Linked DNA regions of Bos taurus: region 2 is linked to region 1. The links are chromatin contacts, called in public Hi-C maps. All regions are on one chromosome and are shown on one strand. The core of a region is the stretch at or near the end of the contact, and the rest is flanking DNA. Distances in the headings are between cores, read along the strand shown.

The links. Hi-C and Micro-C count contacts between places; a contact is called where the count stands out from the background.
Region 2: a contact with region 1 is called in a Hi-C map of skeletal muscle, with 5 times the contacts expected there. The contact joins two enhancer-like sites. A contact is called at or near these places in 4 of 11 Hi-C or Micro-C datasets (blastocyst, liver, skeletal muscle and 1 more).

Annotation. Positions count from the first base shown.
Region 1 is chr23:32,807,864-32,814,302 of ARS-UCD2.0, reverse strand. It overlaps a transcript of RIPOR2 not described here. Among named protein-coding and RNA genes, the nearest start is that of RIPOR2, 100 kb to the left of the region's middle. Within about 2 kb of position 3,837, at least 6 of the 102 cell types and tissues checked have an H3K27ac peak or open chromatin away from gene starts, as enhancers often do.
Region 2 is chr23:32,961,818-32,968,256 of ARS-UCD2.0, reverse strand. RIPOR2 (RHO family interacting cell polarization regulator 2) reads right to left here. Exons shown (of 22, transcript NM_001035425.1): 8 at 5,176-5,239. Among named protein-coding and RNA genes, the nearest start is that of ARMH2, 33 kb to the left of the region's middle. Within about 2 kb of position 2,341, at least 17 of the 102 cell types and tissues checked have an H3K27ac peak or open chromatin away from gene starts, as enhancers often do.

The DNA.
Region 1 (6,439 bases), core at 2,588-5,087:
AGTTGTTTCTAGAATAAATAGAAAACTCTTGCAGCTAACAGTAAGATAAACAACCTAATTTTTAAAGTGGAATAAAAATTTGATTACATATTTCTCCAAAGAAGATATACAAAAATGGCCAATGAAAAGATGACATGAAAATATGCTTAAAGCCACATGTCACTAGAGAAATGCAAATCAAACCCACAATGAGATACTAGTTCACGCCCACTAGAATAGTTAAACTAAAAAAGACAGACAATAGCAAGTGTATGTGAAGATGTGGAGAAGTTGGAACCCTCATACATACTTGGCTGACTGGAGTGTAAAATGCTGAACCACTGTGGAAAACAATTTAGTAGTTCATTAAAAAGTTAAATATAGAATTACCATATGATTCAGCAGTTCTGCTTCAAGAGAAATGAAAACATATGTACACACAAAGACTTATACAAAAATACTCATTAGCAGAATTTTTTCAAAATAGCCAAAGTGAAAACAACTAAAGTGTCCATCAATTTCAAAATGGATAAACATGAGGTAGCATATTTATGCAATAGAATATTATTTGGTCATAAAAAGGAAGTCTGGACACATGCTAAAACACAGGTGAACTTGACAACATCATGCTAAGTGAAATAAGTCAGACACATTTTGTATGATTCCATTTATATGAAACGTCCAGAATACACAAATGCATACAGACAGATAGCAGATCAGTGGCTTCCTCGGGCTAAGGGAGGGGAAGATGGAGGGAGAAATGGGTAATGGCTTTCTTTTTGGGGTGATGAAAATAGTATGCGATTAGTGGTGATGGCTCTACAACTTTGTGAATATATTAAAGAATAGCTGGACTGTACATTTTAAAAGGGCAAATTTTGTGATATGTGAGTAATATCTCAGTTAAGCCATTAAAAGAAACCCAGAATGCACGATCCCTATATCCATTGAAGGGGAGATCCAGAACCACTAGTTACTCTCTTATCAAGGGAGGATGATGAAGCACTGCCTTGTCACTGGAAACCTCTGATTGATTTCTCTGCTTTTGTTCACAGAGGTGAGCATGGGCAGACAGCTGTCTGCACAGAGTAAGATGTTCATCAGGATATGCAAAAATAGCATCCCACATACCAAATATCTGTCATCTATGTTCAGATTGCTTTTTCATTTTCTCTCTCTCATTTTCTGAAAAAAAAAAAAATCATTAAGTAAGTACATTTCCCCATTAGGAAGCTCTAACTTTGGATTGGATATGAGTCAGGTCATATACTCTGAAAACTCCATGATTTTTCTCCTGGAAGAGTATTTCTTCAATGGTGGTCTGAAGACAGTAGGTGGTCCTTGACCAACCAGTAAATCAAGCATCTATGGGTCCCTTGTTGACAGGGTGGGGCAGGAAGAATGAATGAGGACACAGTGGAGTGGGAATGGTGGTGAACAGGGTGGGGAGCGTCTGCCTTGACCAGAAAGGGCAGCCGCTTTCCACTGGAAATAGAAGCTGAAAACTGGATTGTTTTAAAATGTAAAATCTTCATTTTTTAAAATGCTGGTAACCAAACTTTAGAAAAATTAAATCACTTGTGCAGGCCAAACAAAGCATTTGTGGGCTGAATTCCAGCCACAGACTACAAGTGTGTGATCTATAGGTGGTCTCTGCCCTGGTTCTTTTGTACAATTAGCACCAATATTTCAAATCAGAAAGTGAGTGTTGATAGGGTACTTGGAGTTCATCTAGTTTAACCTCTCACTTCATGTTAAAATCCCTTCTCTGAAACAGATGGTCACCCTGAATTTAAGTAAGTTAATAATTGAAACCAGAAATGTTCAGTTTCTTCGTTAGCTTCTTATTTAAAACACTGAGGGGTAAGATTAGGTAAGGACGGAGGTAGAGGTGGGTTGAGGGGAGCAGGCCTAAGATAGAGGGCTGGAAGGGGTCTCAATGTTGATTTTTAAAATGCTTCTCTTATTGCTAATTGTAAGACAGACACACTTAATTTTATTGGACTTTGTAGATACTAGCTTTTTATTTATTTTTAACAAATTGAAGGCTTATAGCAACTCTGTATCAAGCAAGTCTATCACTGACATTTTTCCAATGGGATTTGCTCAGTTCGTGTCTCTGTCACATTATGGTAATTCTTGCAATATTTCAAACTTTTTCATTGTTATTTTTACATTTGTTATGGTAATGTGTGATCAGTGATCTTTGATATGACTATTGCAAAAGGATTATGACTCAATAAGGCTCAGATGATGATTAGCATTTTTTTTAGCAATAAAGTATTTGTAAAGTATGCATATCTTTTTAGACAAAACATTATTGCACACTTACTAGACTACGGTATAGTGTAAACATTACTTTTCTATGCACCAGGAAATGAAAACATTTGTATGACTCTTTACTGAGATATTTGCTGTATTGTAGTGGTCTGGAACTGAACCCACAATATCTCTGAGGTGTATAGATAGATAGATGGATGTTTATATACATATATCTATATCTGTATATAGATAGTTTCTTCCCTAGTGGCTCAGATGGTGAAGAGTCTGCCTGCAATGCAAGAGACCTGGGTTTGATCCCTGGGTCGGGAAGATCCCCTGGAGAAGGGAATGGCAAACTACTCCAGTAGTCTTGCCTGGAGAATCTCAAAGACAGAGGAGCCTGGCAGGCTACTATCCATAGGGTCTCAAAGAGATGTACACGACTGAGTGACTTAACACTTTAACTTTCATGCCTATATATTTTTAAACTCTAATTTATTAAAATGAATCAGTACATTTTGGGACTTAGGTTTCCCAGAATTCCCAAAAGGAAACAGAACATTGGACATGAAGTGGACCTGAGAACAATTGCTTGCCTACTCCCCCATTTTATTATCAACGGAACTAAGATCCATTAGGTTTAAACTGTTTCCTTAAAGACATGTCAGACGTGACTGAATCCTAGTGTAATTAATATTTCTTTCAATGAATCAAGTTGTAACTAGGATCCAAACAAAACTATGATCACTTTGAAATTTCCTGTAAACTTTGGTACCTGACTTTCTCAATAGCACTCACTTTTTAAGATATATGAAGATTTTTTTAAAGCCAGTATTTATTTGACTTTCTGAGGTACCTTTAATGGAATAATGAGGTAACTAACAAAAGATATCTGTTAAGTAGAGCCAACTAGAGATAACTCATGATTGCAAAGACTGGGTGAGCATGAAGCACAGATAATCCCCACATCCCTTTTGACTAGATCTCATCTTCCTAACAAAACCCTCTTAAAAGCTGCTGAGAAATGTTGAATTAATTTGTATTTCACTTCCTTTATGTGTCCTCTGAAAGAGATTTGGCAGACAGTGGGGAGGGCAAGGAGTAAAAATGAAGGACTCAAAGAACCCCAAAGATCAGTCAATCCATCCCTAAATAATTGAAAATTGTGTGTACCTTGGCACAAAATGCTGTGTTGAATTCTTTTGGTCACTTAAAGGGACAAAGAAAAATGGGGCAAAGCAAGTGTATGGAGAGGGGCCTGTGGGATCATGCACTTGGCTTGCGTTGTTGGTTGGGGTTTTTTTTTTGTTTTTGTTTGTTCTCTCTTGGTACAGCACCTACACACAAATTTGACAAACCAAAATAGGAATAAGAACATAGGCAGTCACACTGACCTCTGATTAAATGTAGAGATAGTTATGAGTCACATTAAAAGTCAACAAAAGCCCCAGTTCCGGTATTCATCAAGATTTTTTGCTGCATTGATACTTGGTCCTTCTCTTTAATTATATAGAGTTGCCCTCAATGTACTGAAATGATAGACTGGAACACGATTACTTCAGCAGGGGATCAGAGCTTTTGAAAGTCATTAGTCATGTGAATCAAATGCTAAATTTCAGCCTGTCTCTCTTCTAAATGCAGTTAGGAACCTTCTAAACCTTTTGTGTGAAGCCAGGAGGGAAAACAGTCTGGCAGATTCTGACAAGCATCTCTTCCAGAGCACATTTGTACTCTGTTAAGAAGCTTGAGCCAACTACTGCTGGGTTGTCATGGCAACAGACATACACACCACTTACACATCAGCTTCTGAAATGAGCACAAAATAACAAAACCTTCCCGATAAGATGGGATGGGAAGTGAAGGGCAACATCATTGCTGCAGCCTAACTAGACATGTTCTGTCTTCTAAAGAGCTCTAGCGGGCATGCTGCCCTCTTAGATTGTGTCATATTTAAAAGCCACTGGAAAATTCATAGGATCTTCCCTACTCTGTGTTAACTTCAGGACAATTCAATCAGTTGCTTTCACCAAATTCCCATTTCCTTTTCAAGCCCTGCTTACTAATTGATGTCAAACATTATTACAGTAATTGTAGGGGGGAAAAGAAGTGCCTGTTTTGCTTATTCCTTCAGGAAATAAATTTCCCTAATTTTCCATGGAGATTTTGTAGGGCACTCTTATATATAGGCGATGGAACTAGATGAGGAAGTGGTCTGTCATAGACCTACAGAAAATGAAGTTAATCATAGTTTGAAAGCCTTCTCTTTAAAATGCAGTTTAAAAATAAACAATAAATAGCTATTCACTCCAGTACTTCCTAAGGTATATGGCATCAACAATGGAAAGGAACCATATGAAATAAATTCACAATGATGAAAAATTTAGACTGAGTGGAAGCTGGATCCCTGAAGGTAAATCTTAGTGATTTAAAGTTGAGAATAAGGAGGGAATGTATCCCCTCCATTAGCCTTGAAGGGAAACCACAGGAGCTCTATTCATGAAAAGTAAAATTAGCTGTATGTTCAATTTTCATGATATTTGCTATTGCAATAAGCATTCCACAGCATGATTAATTGCTGCTGAAACACCTAAGAGGAAAGTGAAGGAAGGAAAATGAAGCGTTTGATCATTGAATGACTAAACAGTCATGAATCCAGGAACATTCAGTGACTAGAGATGGAGTGAGCTTCGGATGCAATACCTGACTAAAAGTTCCATTTCTAGTGGTAATAAAGTCCCTTCAACTGATGCATCACTCTTTTCCTTTCTGTAATTGTGAACATGCATCAAATGAGCTCTGACCTTAAATTGTCAAACTACCTCCTTTCAGTTGTGCTTTTCTATCTTGTAATATAAAAAGCACTTACTGACTCCAATTTTTAAACTCTGATTCTTTAAAATTCACATGAAACAGACATTCTACTACTATATCTGAATGGATCAAATGTATTTAATCTCCAGTCTAGGGTAGAGGTATAGTCAAAGCTACGGTTTTCCAGCAGTCATGTATGGATGTGAGAATTGGACCGTAAAGAAGGCTGAGGGCCAAAGAATTGATGCTTTTGAACTGTGGTGCTGGAGAAGACTCTTGAGGGTCCCTTGGACTACAAGGAGATTAAACGAGTCACTCCTAAAAGAAATCAATCCTGAATATTCATTGGAAGGACTGATGCCAAAGCTCCAATAGTTTGGCCACCTGATGAGAAGTCCCAACATTGGAAAAGACCCTGATGCTGGGAAAGATTGAGGGCAGGAGGAGAAGGGGGTGACAGAAGATGAGATGGTTGGATGGCATCATGGACTCAATGGACATGAATTTGAGCAAACTCCAGGAGATAGTGAACGACAGGGAAACCTGGTGTGCTGCAGTTTATGGGGTTGCAAAGAGTTGAATATGACTTAGCAACTGAATAACAAGGATTGTCAGGGCTTTTGGCATAGAAAGTGGGGATTGGGAAACCGAGAAAAAGATGAATATATATATATGTCACTCATGAACTTTTACATGGGTGCCAGAAACTTATGTCATAGTGGCCACAAAATAGGAGTCAAATGAACATAAAACCATGTTTACTACTAGAAACAAAAATTTTTGAATTTATGGTGAGAGAGGGATGGAGAAAAGATGGAAAAGCATGTCTGGTTATTCCCTTCCCCTTCCCTTCATTACTGAGCTTGAGCTTTGGTGACTCCATTACTGGAGGGTATTTATTTAATAGCTGGTTTCACCCTACTGGGTACTTTCTCCCCCTTCTGTCATTTTGTAATACATGCCAACTATCTCTCTTTCCTTTCTTTTTGCCCTGAAAAAAAATACAATGAATGCATACAGAATTATTGGTACTGAAAAAAAATCAAGTGTGTGGTGGTGTTTAGTTATTGCTTTTTCTCTGCAGACCACTGTGTGGTAGAGGGCAATTATAATTGATTTAGCCAGGAAAGCTATTACTTGGAGAAGTGGAAAGAATAACCCATATTGGTAACAAAGACAGTAACAATGGGTAGAACTCAAATTTACAACATGCATTTCATTCTCTTCCTGACTCTATCATTTCTCTCTGTGGACATATGCTGAGCACCTGCTGCTGCTGCTGCTGCTAAGTCACTTCAGTTGTGTCCGACTCTGTGTGACCCCATAGATGGCAGCCCACCAGGCTCCCCGTCCCTGGGATTCTCCAGGTAAGAACACTGGAGTGGGT
Region 2 (6,439 bases), core at 1,092-3,591, 160 kb before region 1:
GGTGCTCGCCAGGCAGATAAGGCTGTCTCTTCTATGAAGAGCCCCGTTAAGTCGTGAGACTGTGAGATAGATGAATGTGCTTTCCACCAGTCCCATGGGTGATATCAGGGTTGAGATAGATAGAGAAGGTCCATGGAGGCCTCAAAAAGCACCTGCTGTTACCACTCTCTGTCAGTAGATGGCAGCAACTTATCATTTCCTCACACCTCTCCATCCACAGAATCACTCCATTGAGGACCCGTTTCTACTAACCAGTAGAACATTAACAAGCCTCTTAAAAAGATTTACTGAAATAAGAGCAGAATTAAAGAAGCCAATTTTCACTAATAGTTTTCTGGAGGATTAGTCTTTTATTTTTAGTGCTTCTGAAGCAAAGCACAATCAACTTGTTTTTATAAATCTAAATTGGCTGGATATGCCGACTTCAATAAAATCCTAAGCACTCTCTAAAAACCTCTACAGACTATTCAGAATTCATCAACTGCCTGTTTACCTACCTGTGCAATTACAGTGGAGGCCTGGTTAAAAAACAAAACAAAACAAAACAAAACAAAAACCTAAACAACTGATCTGATATCCTTGCTGGATAAAGGACAGTAAAGGTGAAAATCCTTTGAAGGTTTTTTTTTTTCTCCTTTTCAAAATCACCAGAAATTTTGTATTGGAAGAACTTATCCAAATGGGAGAAAGCTACTTGGAACAGATGTTTTTGAGCTTCTCAGCTCATGTTATTAAAGCAAAATTTTTTTGGAATTGCTTGTAGTTGCATCACACTGATACTGTGATTATCACATTGTGGCACGTGGCAGTAGGTAGGTAAAAACAGGCCTGGGATTATGCTATGCTCCTTCAAGTCCTATCTGCTTATGTAAGCCATTACGGTACTGACGGTACTGACGGCATAACTGAAACAGCTGCATTTACTGCCTAGCAAGTATCCTTTCAACCTGGCCAGGTTCCTTTCAGACTCTGGTCTGAGGCCTGTTTGGACTTTCAGTTGGGGAAAGCTTCGTGTTCCTCAGTGGTTTGGGGATGAACGTGGCACTGTCTACAGAGCTTTCACGATGACCACTCCAAAACCCACCACAGGGGTCAGCACCAGGGAAGGACATGGGAGGTGGGGGGCGGAGGGGCCTTTTATCTCCATGGTGCGTCTTCCTGCCTCTTGCAGATGCTTTACTGTAAACTCGACTGACTGATGAAACAGTTCTCCCACAACCTCCTTCAGAAGCCCCAGATACTACAGTGAGCAGTTGCCCATCCTGCTTTTCCTTTGCTCAAGGGCCATTCTGCCAGAAGAACGCATCCCTTTTTTTTCTAGTTCTACAAGGATCTACAAGGATCTTCTTTTCCAAAGATAAAAAGGATCACACATGTTGGCTGGCAGCACGTACACAGAGAAAAGGCTGGTTGGAAATCCATGACAATTTTAACAAAATTTAGCACTGGGGGGGAGCCGTTCTGAAGCTAAGGAAGTCACACTTTCTACTCCAAGGAAAACAGCCAAATAGCTGAATAGCTGGGAGCTCCCATTACAGGCCTGACGGATTTATGCTGAGACATAAATAATGCAGATTTACTGGCTCCCTTATAGATGTCCCCTCTCCTGGGCTGGGCCTGCCCTGAAAGCTGCAAGGGCCAGGACAGACTTTTTGACATACACACTGCTTGGAACTTAATTTGAAGTAGGTAATAACTGGGAGAAGAAGTTGATTTCGGTAAAGGACCAGATCTTTTCATGTGCACATTGGTGGATGGCTCTGCACCCTCCTCTTTAGCCTGGTACTGGACCAAGGATCCCCACAACTCTCCTCCCAAGGTCCTCTCCTGCTTGCTCAGTTGCTCAGCCATATCCAACTCTGTGTGACCCTATGGACCATCACCCGCCAGACTCCTCTGTCTATAGGATTCTCCAGGCAAGAATACTGAAGTGGGTTGCCATACCCTCCTCCAGGGAAATCTTCCTGACTGAGGAATCAAACCTGAGTCTCTCATGCCTCCCGGCATCGGAAGGCAGGTTCTTTACCACTAGTGCCACCTGGGAAGCCCAAGGTCCTCTCATTCTAACCAAAAGTTACGTCCGGGAAGCCTTTCTCTTCCCTGCTTCTGTCCCCCTTCTCACCCCTCCCCGCAGCCTTCTAAGCAATTGGCCATATTATTGGTTAGGCAGGCTGTTTATTCCACTGAATTAGACTGGACTGGCTCATGCATCCATTTTCTCCAGTAGACTGTGTGGAGGTCAAGGCCAGGGACCGTTTACCAGGATGCAGCTGGCCAACAGCAGGAGCTCAGCGAGCATTTGATCAATTGCTTTTACCACCAGCACCTACCCCACCCCCGCCAAAAGCCCCACAGAATGATTTTGTTATTGTGTGTTGGGGTGGGGTGAAAAGGGAAGTGGGGAAGGGTGTGGCAGGAAGAAGTTGAGTTAGCAGGTCTGAGAATGTTATGAAATATTCTCAGTTTATGTCACTATGTATGTTGGGAGCGGTAATTTTTTCTTACTAGAATTAATAACAGATAAAGTAGCTAAATGCAAAGATGCAAGATTTCTTGGCAGCGCAAGTGACTGGCTTCCTTTTATCAAGAGAAAAAGGAAGATTTTCATGGGGATATTGCCCTTGAAAGGCTTCATAGAAATAGTTCACGTTTTCATGTTAGATTAGGAAAGCGGAAGTGAGCTTGCAGGTTTGACTGATCCCTGAACCCAGATAGAAGCCAGGGAAGCTCATTGGGTAGGTGGAGAGAACAAAGTCAAGGATAGTGATGGAAGAGCAGGAGCCAGCAGAAAGTTCAGTCCGTCCATCACGATAACTCGTCATAACGCAGATTTGTTCTTCAGCTGGGCAGCCAGTTCCCCAGTGGATGGCAGGGTCCCCACAGCGTCCTCACTTCACCACCAGGCCTGAGGTCCAGATCTGGTGGGTGGGATCCCCTTTCTCCCACACCTCTCCTGGGATGCCTGTGTGCTGGGTGGAGGATGACCATCCCATAGAGAAAAGAACATTCTTTGAGCAATCTTTTATCCTATCTGCTCAACTTTGTTAGAACTTCCCACCTCCAGGGCTTCCCTGATGGTTCAGTGGTTAAGACTTTGCGCTTCTGTTCCAGGGAGCGTGAGTTTGATCCCTAGCTGGGGAACTAAGATCCCACATGCCAACCCAGGAGTGCACTGCAGCAAAAAAAAAAAAAAAGTACTGTGTGACTCTGGGGACAAGTCACTTAACCCTGTTCCCCATGGCAGAAATGGGGAAATTACCATCCCACCCCAAATTGGTGCATTTGATAACAGTGTCAGAAACAGGGGATATATGGTACTGCCTGTGTTAACAGTGAGAAGATGGGTGTGACAGGAATTTCTCTCAGCTGTGAGACCCTAGATTGTGCTAGCCTGCGTGGCTAGTGTCTCGAGAGTTGGGGGAAGGAGAGAGAAGTGTTCTCTGTGAAACGCTGACCCAGGACAGTGGTTTTCCAGAAGCAGGCTGCTGATAGAATCATCCTGAAGATGAAAAATACACACACTCCAGGGCCCCGCCCTGACATGCTGAGAGGGGGGCAGGGCCCGAGTGGTTTTAGAACCACTGACTCTGGTGAGGACTCAAAATGGAGAGGATGGACTGAAAAATCTGAAAAAGCACAGATGCCACACGTCAGCAGTGAAGTAAGTGTTGAGACTTCATACTGAATAACAGCCTGACTGGCAATGGGATTTGCTAGAGAGAAGAACAAAGCCACGTGGGCAGCTGAGGGTCAAGGTCGTGTGGACTGGCAGGTATACTCATACAGAGAAGCTCTCCAGGCATCGAACTTGACAGAAAAATCTCTCTCCTGATAGGTGACTCATTGGAAAATGAAGCTCTCCTGTTGAACGCTTTTTTAAAAAAGCTCCCCTTTCCTACTCCCTTGATGGCAAAAAGTAGGCAAGAGGGTGATTAAATCCCCACTAGCAACCCAGAGGTGCAGCTGCTAAGACACCTCAGCAAAGGAAAGGCGCACACACCAGCCATTTTCCCCGCGGTGAGTGGGCAAATGGCCCAGACTCAGAAGGAAGAAGGACCTGCTGGGAGGGCTGCTCGTTTGAGAGCCCTGCCGGCACTGGGCTGTTAGCCTGACACTTGGGGGATGCTCTGTTTCCTAACACTAGAGCTTCTTTTTGTCTTGAAGATGCTAGTGGTGCAAATAGACACTGCTTCTAGGGTAGAACTTTCTGGAGTCAGTACCAGAAAGGCGGTGGGAAAATGCACAGTCCTCTGGGAGGGTTAACACTAAAAAGCATTTAAAAATAAAGAACTTGGTAGGTCATTTACAGGAAAGTAGAGCATAAACGAACAAACTTAATGACACCAAGAAGCCAAAAGACAAGTCTAGAATGTGGGATATTCTGTACAACAGTGGCTTCAACATAGTAAGTCAATGGTAAGAAAAAACAAAACAAAACAGAGTGGGGTCTGTTTTAGATAAAAAGGAAACTAAAAACAGATACTTGATGACCAATGATAATGTATGGACCTAGTATGGATCCTGATTTGAACAAACCAACTATACAACTCATGTTTAAGATGACTGGGCCATTTGCCAGTGGAATGGATTCGTAACAAAGGCATGTTCATTTTATTAAAAGTGATAATACTTGGCATGTGGTGATGTAAGATGCCCTATTGTTTTTCCCCCCGACAGCACCACGCAGCTTGTGGGATCTTAGTTCCCTGAGCAGGGATTGAACCTGGGCCCTCGGCGCTGAGAGCGCAGAGTCCCAGCCACTGGACCACCAGAGAGGTCCCAAGATGTCCCTGTTCTTTAAGAGAGGCATATTGCAGTCTACAGGGGGAGACTCCCACATATGAGTTTTATTTCATCAAAGGAAAAACAAAGACAAAGAACCAGATGAAGCAAAGGCGGCAAAACCTTGCCAATTATTAAATCGAGGTGATGGGTCAATGGGGGTTCCTTGTAATATTCTCTCCATGTTTGTGTATGTTTGAGATCTTGTTATAGTAAATATTAAAGTGTGTAGGCAAGGCTCAGGATGAAGGTTCTGGAGCATCAATAAATTAAGTGGGGAGGGCTGAGAGAGGGTGGCCTAGAATCTTTGCAAGGACAATAGAGTGTGTGATGTGACACTTGGAGGAGCTCTACAGAGCTGATGCCTGCCTCTCTAAACAGGGGGGAGGATACCTTTCATCTTGATGGAGAACTCCCCCAGCTGCTTCTCCAGCTCCGCTTCAATGGCGCACATGTTCTAGAAAGAACACAGGGGACCAGCGTTAGAACTAAGCTTCTCTCAAAGCACACCATGTTCTCACAGGGGTGGACAACCACTGCTCAAACCGGAGGCATTTACCTGTTTGCAATGAGTTACACGACCCTGCTCATGGAGCAATCTTGACCAAATGTTTTACCTAAGCCTAAATGAGCCTTCTAGTGTGTGGGAAATTTAGAGCACAGGACCAAGTTAACTTATAAACAGTCAGATAGATCTGGAATGTGCAAGATTCTAAAAGAACTGGCCTGGATTATATAAAAAGGCAGTAGTACTATGGGATAGAAATTCTAGTTAAAAGAGATTAAAGAGACATAACAACCAAATGTAATGTGTTAACTCTGATTCCATCATGATTTGAAAGTAAATAAAGTAAAAGAGTTATGAAAGACATTATTGGACCAAATAAGAGAAATCTGAAAATGTACAGGATGTTAGATCATTCTATTCAGTGACTGGTAATTAATATTCTTAGTTGTGATAATGGTGTGTGGTTATGCAAAGATAACATGTGTTACACAGGTTCTCATTAAAGCATCCGTGCTAAAATATTTATGGGGTGAAATGTCACATTATTTACCACTTACTATCGAATGACTTAGTAAAAAGGGAAAAAAATGGAGCATATGCAAGAGAAGGAAAGCAAATATGGCAAAACATTAGCAACTGGTAAGTCTAAATAAAGTAATGACGGTCGACATACTAGTCTTTAGTTTTCTGTAGGTTTGAAAATTTTCTTTACAATAATTTGGAGTTAAAAGAGCTGAGAAGTTCAACTGTACTCCAAGCGAGTGAGGCAGGATTCCTGCTGCCGTGCCAGGAGGCCCCCAAAATGATTCTTGGGTTTGACAAACGTCCTCTCCTCATCTAATGTTGAGGGAACAGTGGAGACAAAGGAGCGACACCATCTCTGCCTGTGGTTAGATGTCTAACCACCCAGCCTACTTCCTCAGTGTCTGAGGACCTAAATAACAGAGCAGCTACAGTTAGAAATCAAGAGAAAAGCGCTGTGGCCAGGGGCTGCCCCCATGGAGGCCCTCCTGCAGTGGCCAGTTTAAGCTTCGGGTGGTAGCTCAGCTGGTAAAGAATCCACCTGCAATGCAGGAGACCCCGGTTCAATTCCTGGGTCGGGAAGATCTGCTGGAGAAGGGATAGGCTACCCACTCCAGTATTCTTGGG